Linked DNA regions of Gossypium hirsutum: region 2 is linked to region 1. Evidence: chromatin contacts called from public Hi-C data. All regions are on one chromosome and are shown on one strand. The core of a region is the stretch at or near the end of the contact, and the rest is flanking DNA. Distances in the headings are between cores, read along the strand shown. Region 1 holds the start of LOC107962746 (probable lactoylglutathione lyase, chloroplastic). Region 2 holds the start of LOC107962738 (dehydration-responsive element-binding protein 3).

Evidence for each region. Hi-C and Micro-C count contacts between places; a contact is called where the count stands out from the background.
Region 2: a Hi-C map of leaf shows a contact between it and region 1, with 2.2 times the contacts expected there. The contact joins the promoter of LOC107962738 here to the promoter of LOC107962746 in region 1. A contact is called at or near these places in 2 of 34 Hi-C or Micro-C datasets (both in leaf).

What each region holds. Positions count from the first base shown.
Region 1 is chrA06:15,945,238-15,952,398 of Gossypium_hirsutum_v2.1, forward strand. It overlaps LOC107962746 (probable lactoylglutathione lyase, chloroplastic), which reads right to left and starts at 2,577. Exons shown (of 9, transcript XM_016899240.2): 1 at 2,227-2,577; 2 at 1,648-1,852; 3 at 1,384-1,508; 4 at 1,151-1,215; 5 at 807-1,019; 6 at 619-666; 7 at 359-466; 8 at 45-185. The coding sequence starts at 2,374.
Region 2 is chrA06:16,101,950-16,109,110 of Gossypium_hirsutum_v2.1, forward strand. LOC107962738 (dehydration-responsive element-binding protein 3) reads left to right here and starts at 3,188. Exons shown (of 1, transcript XM_016899230.2): 1 at 3,188-4,621. The coding sequence starts at 3,522. The coding sequence ends at 4,289.

The sequences.
Region 1 (7,161 bases), core at 1,327-3,826:
ACAACAAGCATCAATGCATAAATTAAAAGATTCAAAATGCATACCGTCTTCCAACCATCAGGATCTAAGCATGCTGTGATCTTGGTGTTAATTCCAGGTAATGGTCCAGGTTCACGCATGATTTTTCCACCAAAAAGTTTAATTCCCTCTGCAGTTTTGTAAACATCATCTGTGCCAATTGCAATCTGTAGAGACGCGAATAATATGTCACTAACTTGTGCCGTATGTAGGAAATAAAGACTTGAAAAAAAAATAAAAAGTAAAATCATAGGACATGCTGCATGCAGTTACATTTTGCAAGCAAATAGAAAAAAACTTTTCAACATTTTAAGTGAAAAGAAAATAGAAATATTTCTACCTGAGCATAGCCATTTCCTTTATCATATTCTGTGACCCCATAGTTGTATGTCAACTCAAGCACAGCATTTTTATCTTCAGGCCCGTAACCCATCATGGCTATTGTATACTAAATGGAAAATTCATAAACATATGTCAGTGTTATATCTGACATACAAATTACTAAAAGGTTTACATGAATAAGTTTATCCTCGCAGCCCTTTACCCCACCCCCACCCCCAAGTCCTGCATTTTTTTTTCTTTTAGAGGATAGTTATTTACCTTGTACTCTGGATTATCTCGTGTGCGAAGTAGCTCCATGCCGAAGGCCTGCAACAAAAGGATATAGAGACTAAGACCAACACCAAAACCTACAAACATAGTAACCCCCAAAGAAAATGGCATTTTCAGGTAAAAGACGGTAAATAGCGTCATATGCCATTCCCAATGTTCTGTACAGCAACTTTCACCTTCTCATAAAAAGTTATGGAGTGATCAAGATCACCGACACAGAGCATTACTTGGCACAAAGGTTCAGGAGTAGGCCCCCTTTCAATCAGTTCAAACTTGTAACCATTAGGTTCCTCAATAAATGCAATTACAGTGGAACCACCTTTCACTGGACCAGGTTCTCTGGTTACTTTTCCACCCTTAGCCTTTATAAGCTCCACAGCCTTGGCAACCTAATAAATGGAGAATATAAACATTCAGCTTTGAAAACAGAACTCAGCAGTTCCAAGATACAACACAGTCTATCATCTTATAAAAAATGGAAAGAGTAATACAATTTTGGGAAGCCAAATTTCGAACTTACGTCCTCAACAGCAATACCAAAATGACCAAATGCGGTTCCAATCTCATACTTGTCAACTCCATAATCTGGTAACACCAGTCGAGGAAAATGAATATCCAAACCTGAGCTAATATGTACTGTCTACTCTAATACTCATGTATGGGGAAGCAATTTTTTCATAAATAGTAAATCGGTTAGAAAATTGCAGACACATCAAAATTTAGAAGAAGCAAAAGGGTAGTATGATAGGTTACTGTAAGTTAGTTCAATAACAAAGTGAGAATCTTCTGGCCCGTATCCAAGAAAAGCATTCGTGTATCTCTCCTCTGGTATGTCTCGTTTCCTCAACAGTTTCATTCCCAAGCACTCGGTGTAGAATCTGAAACCATGATACACTCGAGTTTGGTTCAAAGATTCCAATCACAAGATCGTATACAAGGAAAAAAAAATCTAGTGAGCAATCTGCTAACGAGACTAATGAAGGATATATAACAACAATATATTTTGAGAAGAAATACTTGATGGTCCTGTCTAAATCCCCGACTCGATAAACGACATGGAGCATTCTTCTTTTGTCCTTTTTAACCCACTCTAGAGCAGTTTCCTGGGCAGTAGCCATGCTTGCGTGTACCACATTTCCGACCGGAGGCATCCCTACCCTGGTTCCCGCAGTTTTCAAAAGCTTTGAAGCTTTCAAACCAAAGAAATGTGTCTGAGGAACAGCTGCATAAAATTTCGACATATATTTATGTCTAATCCATCCATCCGAAGTCATTTCTCTCATTCTATAAAATTCAACATAATCTCCACATAATGGTACTTTTTGTTTTACAAATTAATGATCTTTTTCTACCCAAATAGGTACTATAATTGCATTGTAAGCAGATGCCACCAAAATCCTTAAAAAATCTAATATTTAAATCTTAAAATAATCTAAAATGAACTCCAGAAGAAATTCAACTAGAAATCCCAATTCGATCTAATTCTTCAATCGGTAATTAAATTCCCAATTAGTGTAAATATGTAAATTCTAAGACATACAATACGAGGAGATGAATTTGATTTAAAAAAAAAGGGGGTGGGGAAGAGAGGCTTACTGCTGGTAAGATGAGAGAAATGGAGGTGAGAAGGAAGGCGAAGGGGTGAAAGGGAAAGGCCAAAGCGGGAAGTGGAAACACCACCGGAGAACCTAAACGACGAGAGGGAAGGTCGTATTGAGGACGCCATGGGAATTATCCTCACCATCCTCGTGAATTGCTTTCTCTCCCTCTCTCTCTCTATATATGTGTACGTAAGAAGGAAGCAGCAGCGTGTATGGTGTGTGATGTTGCCAGCAGCCGTCTGTGACGGTAACCGTAGTCCGTCTTTCTGGGTGTTTTTTTTCCAGGTCAGTGCAGTGAAAGAAAGAAAGAGAGTGAGGTGAGTCCGTGAATTTGCGATCCTATAACAGTTTTTTTTTTCTTATCTCCGTTAAAATTAAATAAAACAAAACACTAAATTAAATTAGGGTAAACTGCACCAATTGTCCCTAATTTTTTATTAAAATTACATTTCGATCATCCAACTTTCAAAAATTACATAATTGTCATTAAAATTATCGAAATATTACATTACACTCATTTATTAACTTAACATGTTAATTTGAAGGGTTAATAACAAATTTAGCCCCTTAAATATAATTAAAATATCAATTTGATACTTTAAAAAATTTTCTTAATAATAATTCCAAAAAATCTTTAAAAAATTTAAATATATATTAATTCCTTAAAATACAAACAACCAGGCATATTTATAACGAGTTAAACAAGATTAATTAAATTCTTTAGAAAATGAAGAACACTGTTCATAAAAAATTGGATATAAAATTCTTCTGCAAACAATATATAGGAAAAAAAAATGAAGTCGGAAGTTATAATCCCATTGCCTGGGCTTTCATCAAATCAAAGAAGCTTTGCAAATTTTGGAATGAGAAGAGTTAATGGTTTAATTTTTTTAGACATTTCATGGAGAGGATATAATCCGCTTTGGTTCAACCAGATTTGATTTTAAGCTTCGATTTGTTGTGGTTATATTGGAGGTAAGGCGCCAATTTCACTGTAAATTTTCTCCTTTTTGAGGTCTCCAGCTCGGGCTTTCTGATAGAAATCAAAATTGTGCAGAGCTCTTGGGATTACTGAGTTAATTAGATCAGATGTTTTTGATTTTTTTTTTCATGGGTTTCTCTGCCTAGAAGGATGAGATTAATTTGGGTACCTTTTAGTTTTATTTATTTATTTATTTATTTATTGTACTTCCAATTTTTAAAAAACTTTTTTGCGATCAAATTAATATATTTTTTCAAAAAACATCTATTTTTATTTTTATTTTTTGAATTACTATTAAGGTTAATTTTAAAAGAATATTTTAGTTATAGTTCAAAGGTCTTCAAATTACCATGCTATATCATCATTTTAACGGAAGTTAACAAATGAGTGACCAAAATGTAATAGTTCGATAACTTTAGTGACAATGAATTTTTAAACTCCAAAAGTAATGTTTAGATGTTGACAAGTATCCTATAGAATATAGTAAAATATTAAAAGAATAAATATTAAAAAAAATACTTGACAACTTTTTAAAATTATTTGTGGAATAAAAAAAATCCATTACCACATTACCAAATCAAATTGAATAAGGTTGAAAAATGCTTAAATCAATTTCTAAAAATAAAATCTTAAATCAAAATAAACTTAAATTAAAAATTTATACAAGATATATTTAAAATAAAACTCCAACATAAAATTCAAATTTTGAAATAAAATGAAATTTAGGGCAACTTAGGTGTGTCATCACCCAATTTTTGGAGAGGTTCTATTTTGGTCACTAAATTTTAAAAAATTTTAATTTCATCACTAATATTTTTATAATTTAAATTGTAGTCATTCACCGTTAAATACTTGACGGAAAGTTGAAGTGGGCCATTTCTATTGGTCTAATAATAAATTTAGAAATCTAATGTTTACATATTTTATCAATTTAATTCTAAATTTAAAAGTTTAATAAATTTAGCCTTTAATATTTATGAAATTTGTCATTTAATTCTACTTCTAAAAAATTTAATAAATTTAGCCTTATATATTTACAAAAAAAAATTCATACTTTAAACTTTTAGAATTAAATTAAATTGAAAAATTTTGCTTGGTTTTAGAATCTAGAAAAAATAGAAGTTAAAGATGATGAAATTCTTCTTTATTCAGAGTTAGAGAACATAAGGAGGTAAAAAAATAGAGAAAATATTAAAACTACAACAAGAAAATTGTGGGTTGATTAGATCAAGATCAGAGCATGTCGTTTTGCCTAGCATATATCCCCAGAATACAGTCGCATCATCTGAGCATGCATTGGCCAAGGAAACAATTCGGCAATCACAAAATGGTGCAGCAACAACAAATTCTAGTAATTTGTTGACTAGGATTGCGCTAGTAAGCATTGGAACTCAGGCACGAGTAGGCAAAGATCCCAAATTCCTTAAAAACATGTAAGGCAATATGTTAGAAAAGACAATGGTGATGCTATAGATTAAAGTCGATTTTTGTCCAAGACTTTAGTGCTATAGATTAAACCCGGTTTTTGTCCAAGACTTTATAAAAGACTTGCATTTCTTAATGTTTGTGTGAAGTAACAATTTCAACATGAGAAGAAGACAGAAAGTTAAAAAATTAGACAATGCAAACAAGAGTTATTAAGTCCAAGGTTGTACTTTTTAGAAATTAGACATCATATTTTCTTAAAACTTTTAGAATCAAAAATAAATTTACAAATTTTATAAATGTTCAGGGTTAAATTTATTGAATCTTTTAAAGTTAGAATTAAATGACAAATTTTGTAAACGCTGAAGGTTAACTTTGCTGAATTGTAGATTTAAAATCAAATTGATAAAATATGTAACTATTAGAGAATTAAAATCATTATTAAGTCAATAGAAAAAGGCCCACGCAAGCTTTCCATTAAGTATTTAACAATGGGTGACTAGAATTTTAAATTTTGAAAATGTTGGTGATAAAATTGAAAGTTTTTGAAGTTTGGTGATGAAAATGGAAGGTACCCAAAAATAGGGTGACCATCTAGCTATTATACCCTAAAATTGATTAAAATGAAGAAAAGAAAGAGAAATTGGTTCCAAAATGCCATGTGGAGGGGTTTATTAGTCTCTTCCAATCAAACATGGTGTTGCAAGAAAAAAAGGAATCAAACAAAAGAAAGGAGCATCACAACCCTTTTTACCCTCCCCCATCTCTTATTCTTCTCTATCTCATCATTATATCCCACTTCTAAATAAAACTCTCCTAATATTATTTCATTCATTACTTTACTTAGAAAATAAAGAATTTTTTTCTTTTCGGTTTCTAACGCAAAGAATGTTTAGCATCCTTCTTTATGTAACAAAACATGTAATCAACAAGTTTAGTACTTGTTACTAACCTTGGATGCCAAGCTTACTTTCCTACTTTAATATATATAGTATGAGTTTCTATTTTAAAGCAAGAAACAATGTGTAATTAAAGAAATTTATCTATTTTTATATTCTAGTTTTGTAGTATTTGAAGTTGTTTTTTTGTAAATATGATAATATTGTAATTTAATGGATCCATCTTTCAGGGCTTTTTTGAATTGCTAATTGGACCAAGAAAAATGGCCAGGGAAAGGAAGTGCAGGGAAATAGAGGGAAATCATGAAGAGTGCTCAGCCCATAATTTCATATGGCTAGCCCTTTCTCAAGCTTGGACCTGACGGATGGATAAAATAAGCTCTCCCCTAACATGACTACATACATTTCTTAGTGGACCAGACAAACAAAAGCTTGGAATGAATTCTATTATTACGATCCAAAACTCCAATCAAAATCCATAATTTTTTCTTTCAATTAGGGGTGTTCAGATTTCGTTAAAATCAAATTAGCTGACTAAATCGATCTAATTCGGTTAATCGGTTAGTGGCTGAACTTAGTTCGGTTAGAGGTCGGTTAATGGTTTTTTAGAATTTTGATTATCAGTTAATTCGATTCGAAATCAAGTAATTAACCGAATTAACCAAACTTAATAATTAATATTATGTGTTAATTTCAAGACTTATGTAGTGTTTTTAATTATGTAGTGTTTCAAGACATAAATTTTTTATTAATTCGGTTAACTTTCAAGACAAAAACATATATTTCGGTTAATTTCAATGTATTTTTTTTATATGTTTTATGCTTGTTTTAAACAAAAAACAAAAACATATAAATTTCGGTTACTGATTGAATTAACCAAAATATTTCGGTTCAGTTAATTTTTTTAAAAAAATTAGTTCGGTTAACGCTTAAATGATTATAAGTTCAGTTAATACTAGTTCGATTCGGTTATTAACTGAACTGACCATTTGAACACCCCTACTTCCAATTTGTAAATTAAAACATGACAAAAAGTTAAAATATTATATAATGTTTAATTCAAATATGCAATGTTAGCTTAAATATAATTGAAGAGAGGTTTGGAAAAAAAAATCAATCCAGTGTTTTGTAACAAAGCTTAGATTAACTATTTTCAAACTCTTATCATTTTAACCTCTCCATTGTACAATTTAATCATAGTTCTCTTATTTTCGACTCTAATTGGGAGGCCTTTGTTGGTGTTTGACCATATTGTTTTGAAGCAATATGACTTTATCATCTTGAACGTAAACCTTTACTTCAAAAAGTTTGGGAGACTGATTGTTTAAGTACATTAGCCTTTGTTGTCTATTCAAAGATTAAGCACTGTAAGCGGGCTTTACTATAATGGAACTAGCATCCTTTTGGAAACCTAGAAACGAGCTTCAAATATTCGTAGGATGATTTTGAAGGAAAAAGAATTGAGACTAGCTTGATCTAATAGAGCAAGAACACACTTACTAGACAAAAGGTTTACATCCATTGGCATGTTCAAGGAGAAAGAATCTATCCATCAGAAGTTGATGATTCTATTATCAAGGGCAATCTATCCATCAGAAAAGCATTTGTTGATCCTTTTGTCTCT
Region 2 (7,161 bases), core at 1,938-4,437, 160 kb after region 1:
AAAATATTTTTTTTTCTACAAAATACATAATTATGACCAAATTTCAATTTTGGTTACTATACTACACTCAAATTTAAGATTTATGCTTCAACTTTTTGACATAATTTTTGTATCTCAATTTTTATAATGCCATTGATTAGTCCAGATGTTTTATTTTGATTAAAATGATAATGTAATTTTTAAGAATTGTTAACATCATTAAAATTATCTATTAAATTCACATCTATTGCAATATTTTTTTTCTTTGCTACATAGTTGCCGTGTGAGTTTTTCTTTTTTTTTTTAATTTTTAAAATATCAGTTAATTTATTAGAAGAATTTGATGGTGTTAAAATTTGAATTAATTTTTAAAATTTGTAAAATAGAAAAATTAAATTCTTAAAAATAAAAGTTTGAAGACTAAATTTTAAATACATAAAAAGTACAAAAACTTAAAATATATTTTAACTTTCAAATTTTACTCTATAATTTAATAATAAAAAAAAACAATCGGGAACCATACTAGTTATATATAAAGGAAAGCTGTTAAATGTCTTCCCTTATTAATATTAATATGTGTATCATCATCGATTTTTTTAAATTATAAAAATATTAAATTTTAATTTTGGTGTTTCTAGTGTGCCTAAATTTAAGATTTAATCTATATATTTAATTTCTAATGTAAGTTGGTCTTATATTTTTATAAGGTTAGTTATTCCAAATAATGAATATAGTTAACTTTTCGATTAAAATGTTACACAGTTATATATAATTTAAATACCCTAACTATCTTAAAACTATCATATGGCTTCTATCACTTTTTTGGTTTTTTTTTTGACATTATAAAACAATGATTAAATTTTAGTTTTTGGCCCATATGCTATGTTGAAACTTGAGAATTAATCTATATACTTTAATTTTTGACATAATTTGGTCCCTTTACTTTTATAATATTGTTAATTAGTCTAAATAATTAATATTGTTAATTATCTCGATCAAAATGCTAACGTCAATTTTTTTAAGAATATTATTTTAAAAAAATTATTTTATCATTATAAATTCGAATAAGTGTTTTTAATGAAAATTATGTATATATTAAATATTTTCAATGTTGTTGTTTGTTACATGACAACAATATCAGTTGAGATTGTAAAGTAGAGGTTGTTTTTGTTTGTTAATCTGTGTGTGATTCAGTTTGTTTTTTTAAAAGAAAACTACATAATTTTAAATTAAACATGTTGAACACTTAAATAAAATAAAAAGGGTTATTATTATAATATAAATTGAAATAAAAAGTGTTTACATATAAAATTTATTAATGTAACAACATGATGTACTTCCTTAAAATGTCACCATCTATGATTACTATCTTATTAGATTCCCTACTTGTAATTTATCAAGTAAAAACATGAGATCATGTGAAGAAGCTTACTCAAAAATTTGGCTCCTTCCATAATTATGTAACCACTAAACTAGAAACAGAAACTTGCCAGTAACTTGTTTTTCTCCAATTAAACCATGATTTGTAAGTAGATCATTAATTGCGATTAAATCACATATAGCAAAGCCTGAGCCCATAGCCATGCTAAAAGAATCAGATAAAATAAAGATTTCAGTTTTAGTTATGGGACATATTTAATATTATAAATTAATAAAATGCCAAATTTTATCAAAGAAAATCCTACTAACAATTGAAATTTCAACCTATTCATTATATTTCTCTTTGAAAATAATAATAATAAAATAAATAAAGGAATGGGATCTCAAATTGCTCATTGATTTATTTTATTTCTTTGATCTGATTGCTTTGTCTCCAATAGAAAGAATATTTATAGATTTTCTCAATTAGGGTATCATTCAAATGCATGAAAAAGAAACTAAAATTAACATACCTCATCATCATGAATATAGAAACCCAAAACCCTAATGAAAGAAGACAAGCAAAGCTTAGACCTTAAATATAATACTAGCATATATGGAACTTGTTGAAGGTTATAAAATCTCCATTTCTTTACATTATTGTACAACAACACACTAGCAACTCACATTAAATTAAATGAACCAAAAACTTTCAAACATAAATATAGAAAAAGAAAAAGGATGAGAATGAAATTTGGAACCCCCCCTCCCCCCCAAAAAAAAATTGTCAAATGCTAGGTGTGGACGTGTGGGGTTAATTGGTCTTTGCATATAGGGTTGGTGAGGAGCATGTGAATGGTAATATTCTCCTCAACCTACGCATTGGATATGAATTATTAGGTAAAATTAGAAGAAAAAATAAATCTAAAACTAGAACTTAATGCTAAATACACCAATTTAGTCGGGTAATTAGCAACCTCACCGCCGCTTCCTCAGGTTGGCGGCTCCACCGGCTGTTTTAATTCGTGAACCCAAACCACACCCTTCGTCTCAACCTTGGTTATGATCAAAATTTAACACGCTCAACTCCTAGGGTAATTTCCCTCACTCTCTCTTAATATAATAATGAAAATTTGACACTGTAATATTAATTTTAGTAATATGTTAATATGATTATGATGCCGCTACTTATAACATCTATATAATATAAAAAATTATGTAAATGTACTAAAAACTTATAAATTATAATAAAAAATAGATAATATTTGAAAAATAGCTTAGATAAAATTATTATGATGGCCTGAACTTGAAATCAGATTGTATTTTACACTTCTATAAAAAATAGATAAATTAATTTTTGTACATTAGATCAAAATATAACATAACTCCTAATATAAGGGACTTTATATTACTTTTACCTCAATGATATCTTTGTATGGTTGACAAACGCAGCAATTTAGGAATTTGATATTCCATAACTAAATCATATGCAGATTTTCATATTTAGTTTAACTTAAATCTCATCATATATGGACTAAATATACTCCAATTTATTTATTATATTTTGTAAAGTTTAATTTGAATATCTATTACTTTTAATTATTATAATATTTGCTTCCAATTAAATTTTAGCATGATTAATATCGTTACTACCGTAATAATTAAAAATACATGAGTTTCAAGTATGTTTAAACAAGTAATAAGTATTTGAGAATTATTGGGAGTAGTTATATAAAAAAATTTATAATAGTATTTGCAAGTTAAAAAAATTGAAAAATAATAAAGAAATAAAGCAAATGGAAACGATTTGGTGCATTGGAAAAGGGCAGATTGGTGGTGTGCGTGCATCAGTGTGGCCTGTGGGGAAAACTTGAATAAACCACGTTTTTCCTTGCACCTTTTATTTGCTCTGTATTTCCTTTTCCCCTCCATAAAACCCCCCAATATTCCTCCCTCCCCTTTTCTCCTCAAATCAAACCTTTTCCCTCTCATTCTTCCTTCCTTCCTTCCCTCCAAACCAACTGCAACCATAAGCAACTCAATCCTCTCTGTTCATTAACTGCTCATTTCACACTGTTTACTAGGTTAGGTGTTAGCACTTTGCATTCATTATATATTCATACTGAATAGGTTTTATTTTGAACTCAAGTGTGTAGAGGGAAACCCTGGATCAGAACTAGATAATGGGTGACTCACCAAACTCAGAAACCGAGTCAAGCACTCTTAGCAACAACTCCTCTACTCTGTCTCCACCTTCACCATGCTCTTATGGCGGTAAAAGGGATTCGGGAACTGACCCCACCCCCGACTCCAAGAGGCAAAAGCGTCAGAGGGATAGTAGCAAGCATCCGGTTTACCGTGGGGTAAGAATGCGGGCATGGGGCAAATGGGTATCCGAAATCCGAGAGCCCCGTAAGAAGAACCGGATCTGGTTAGGCACTTTTTCCACTCCCGAAATGGCCGCACGTGCCCATGACGTTGCAGCCTTAAGCATCAAAGGCAACGCCGCCATTCTCAACTTCCCTGAGCTCGCCGAGTCGTTGCCCCGACCAGCCTCCAACGCCCCCCGCGACGTCCAAGCCGCCGCTGCCAAAGCTGCCTCAATGGACTTCTTAAGTAACAGCATTAGTAGTAACAACAGCAACGCCACGTCATCTTCATCGCTGTCGTCCTCAGCTTCCACGTCGTCATCGTCGAATGTGGATGACGTGTCGACACCGGAGGAGCTGAGCCAGATAGTGGAGCTGCCAAGTCTAGGGACGAGCTTCGAATCGGCCGAGTTAGGGAACGAGTTCGTGTACGTGGACGCGGTCGATGGATGGTTTTTTAATCCGAGTGGCATGCCTTGGTATTACGAAGAAAACTGTGGGTATTTTGGGGAAGAGATTTCAATGCAAATTCAAGAAAGTGAGATGATCACCGGGTTTGGCCCTTTACTATGGGATCACTAAAAACAAAAAATCACTAGTATGTGCCCTTTTTGTTAAAAACAAAATACTCATATAATTTTTATTTGACGAAATCGCCCTTTTTACATTTTTTTTCCTAGATGGAACGGGCATAAGAAAAGAAAAAATAAATAAATCTTGCATGGTTTACTCCATTGTGCTTAGAGATTTAGCATGGATTGGTAAAAATTTCTACTTTTTTTCCCTTCTCAAAGGAAGTCAAATATAATGGGGATTCTTCATTTCTATTCTTGTAATTATATTTTGTGAGATTGACATGTGTTGTGGAGTAATTAAAGGTCATATGTTCCTGTTTGGGTTCATTCAATTCTCAATATATTTCTATTTTCTTGTAATAGTTATAATAAAACCACTGAAATTATACATGAAATGGCTAAAAGCCAAGAAGTATCACATGGGACGGGGGAAGGGTCATTTGTTTACACCCCCTGATTTCTGGAGAGAAACTTTTCATTTTATGACTTGTATTTTGGACTAATCTGTTGGTCATCAAGTTGCAATGATTCATCAACCTCAATCTTTGGATGGAGAGGGCTTAATGTTTTCAATTAACACTACATAGAGACCTAAGCAGTAAAAATGGAGGAATTGAATGAGAGGAAAATAGAATAGTATAATAAATGGTCTGTTAGAGAGGCATATTCATTTGACACTTGCATTTCAACCACCATTCTCTCATCTCCTTACAAATTGTATTTATGTTATGTTTTTTTTTTCTTTTATATGTATGATTCTGATTCTTCATCTGGTTTTTTTGGGAAATAATAAATATTGTGATATCAAACACATTTTCCCTTTTCACAACTTATTACAACTTTTCAGCTGACACCATATTTTCATTACAGTTTTCTATTAGGTTTGTTAGGATTTCATTTTGGTTTATTTATTTATTTTCCACCTTTCAACACGGTAGGACCCTCTATTATAGGAATTAAATTAAAATTAGTTCATCTGTTATTAATTAGATCAATTTAATCTCTCTATGGTTGAAAAAGATTCAAATAAAGTTAAATTTAACACTTAATGTTTAAAGAATGTCATTTATTATTTAATAAAGTTAATATTTTGAAAGCTTTTTTTAATTTTACAAATGGGATCTTTTGTTTGAAGTTGAGCTATAATGAAAAAAACCATGTCATTTTTTAAACAATAAATATTAACCTTGTTATTTGCTTCTTTTTAATAGTACATAGATTAAATTAATCTATTTAATAATAAATGGACTAATTTGATCCAATCTTTATAATAGAGGGGCTCGATAGATACTTTCACCTATTTATATACTTATATTTAAATTTTCTATTGAGTTAGTGTCTCAAGTTAAGCATGCATCATTGACTTGAAAAATTATTCAAATATACTTATATATTTATATAAAAAGTATTATGAAAATATTTTTATCTCCTTTTATAATAAATCAATAAAAACTGAATTATATTGAAATTTAAACAAGTGGCAAAATGATTTTTAAAGATACCACTTTACCCAAGTAAAATTTCATTTGATTTTTATATTAAATTTGAATAAATTATTACATAAAATTTTACCCTATGATCTAGTATATTTCAATGTTGAAGTGCAATTGATGAGATGTGGCACATGTAGTTAAGGGCTGAAAAAGTTGGAGCAACATTAAGTTTAGAAATAGACTTCGGCTTTTGGGAACCATATATGTAAAATGGGGTGCTGCACTCGACCAATAGAAAGAACAAACACCTTGAATTAAATATTATATATATATATAGTCTCCCTTAATTGTACGGTTCTGAAATTCAAAGGGTCTCAATTTCATTCCAGCATGATTGCTTTCAACATCCTTTGTGTTAGACAAATACAAAAATGGAAAAATATTATTTATAACTAAATATGAAATGAATTCGAATTAAATTTATGTAAAATTTGAAAATGGTAAATGGTAGAGTACCATATGCCTTTCTCCACCTCTTGCTGTTTTTTTAAATATTTTAGACAACTCAAAACTCAATCACCCATTGCTTAGCGGGGTGATGTAAAAGCGAAGCCAATATATATAAATTATGGACCCATTTTGGAATCACTGTCTCATAATGATATATTTGATGATTTTATACTATGAAGCTTAATTAATTAATTAATTAATTAAATTACAATATCTTTTATGTGGTTGGGAATTGGGAAACCTTAAATCTAGCAATAACATCACACTATGGTAGTCTCATTTTTACTGCAGAAAATTAGGAAAATAAATGAACTCAAAATGAATGGATCGATTATCCATGTTGAGCCAAGGTGGAGGAATGAGAGGCAAATTAATTATAATTTTAGTTTTTTGTTTGTATTAAATGAAATTTTCTCGTAATGAGTCACACGTGCATGCCTGCGTTCTTTCTTTTTTTTTTTTAGTTAAATCGTTGACCTTACAGGTAAAAATGGTATTATTTGGGAATCACAATCTTCCTTAATTTGTTGCGGTCAGTTAGAAAATTAATGAAAATTCAGCAGGCACGAACCTGCCGCGCTACTCATGTGTTTTATTATAATAATCCGCGTTTTTAGCGTTAATTTTATATATTTCTTCCAGTCAATATCGTTCATTGATTCCTAAACATCGTACTTAGGTATGAGTATTGACGGACCCATCTTTTTCTATTTCACACAGCCCAACCATTAATTATGTAGTACAGCTGCATTTTTTTAATTTTACTTTAACTAATAATTTAATAATTCTTTTATTATCATTCTTTTACATTTAACCCTCCAAATATTTATAATTTAACTTTCACTTTTAACAAAAAAAAATTGTAGGGTAAATTTCACAATTAATCACGAAACTATGAGTGAGTTTTCATTTTGTCACTTAACTAAAAAAAAATGC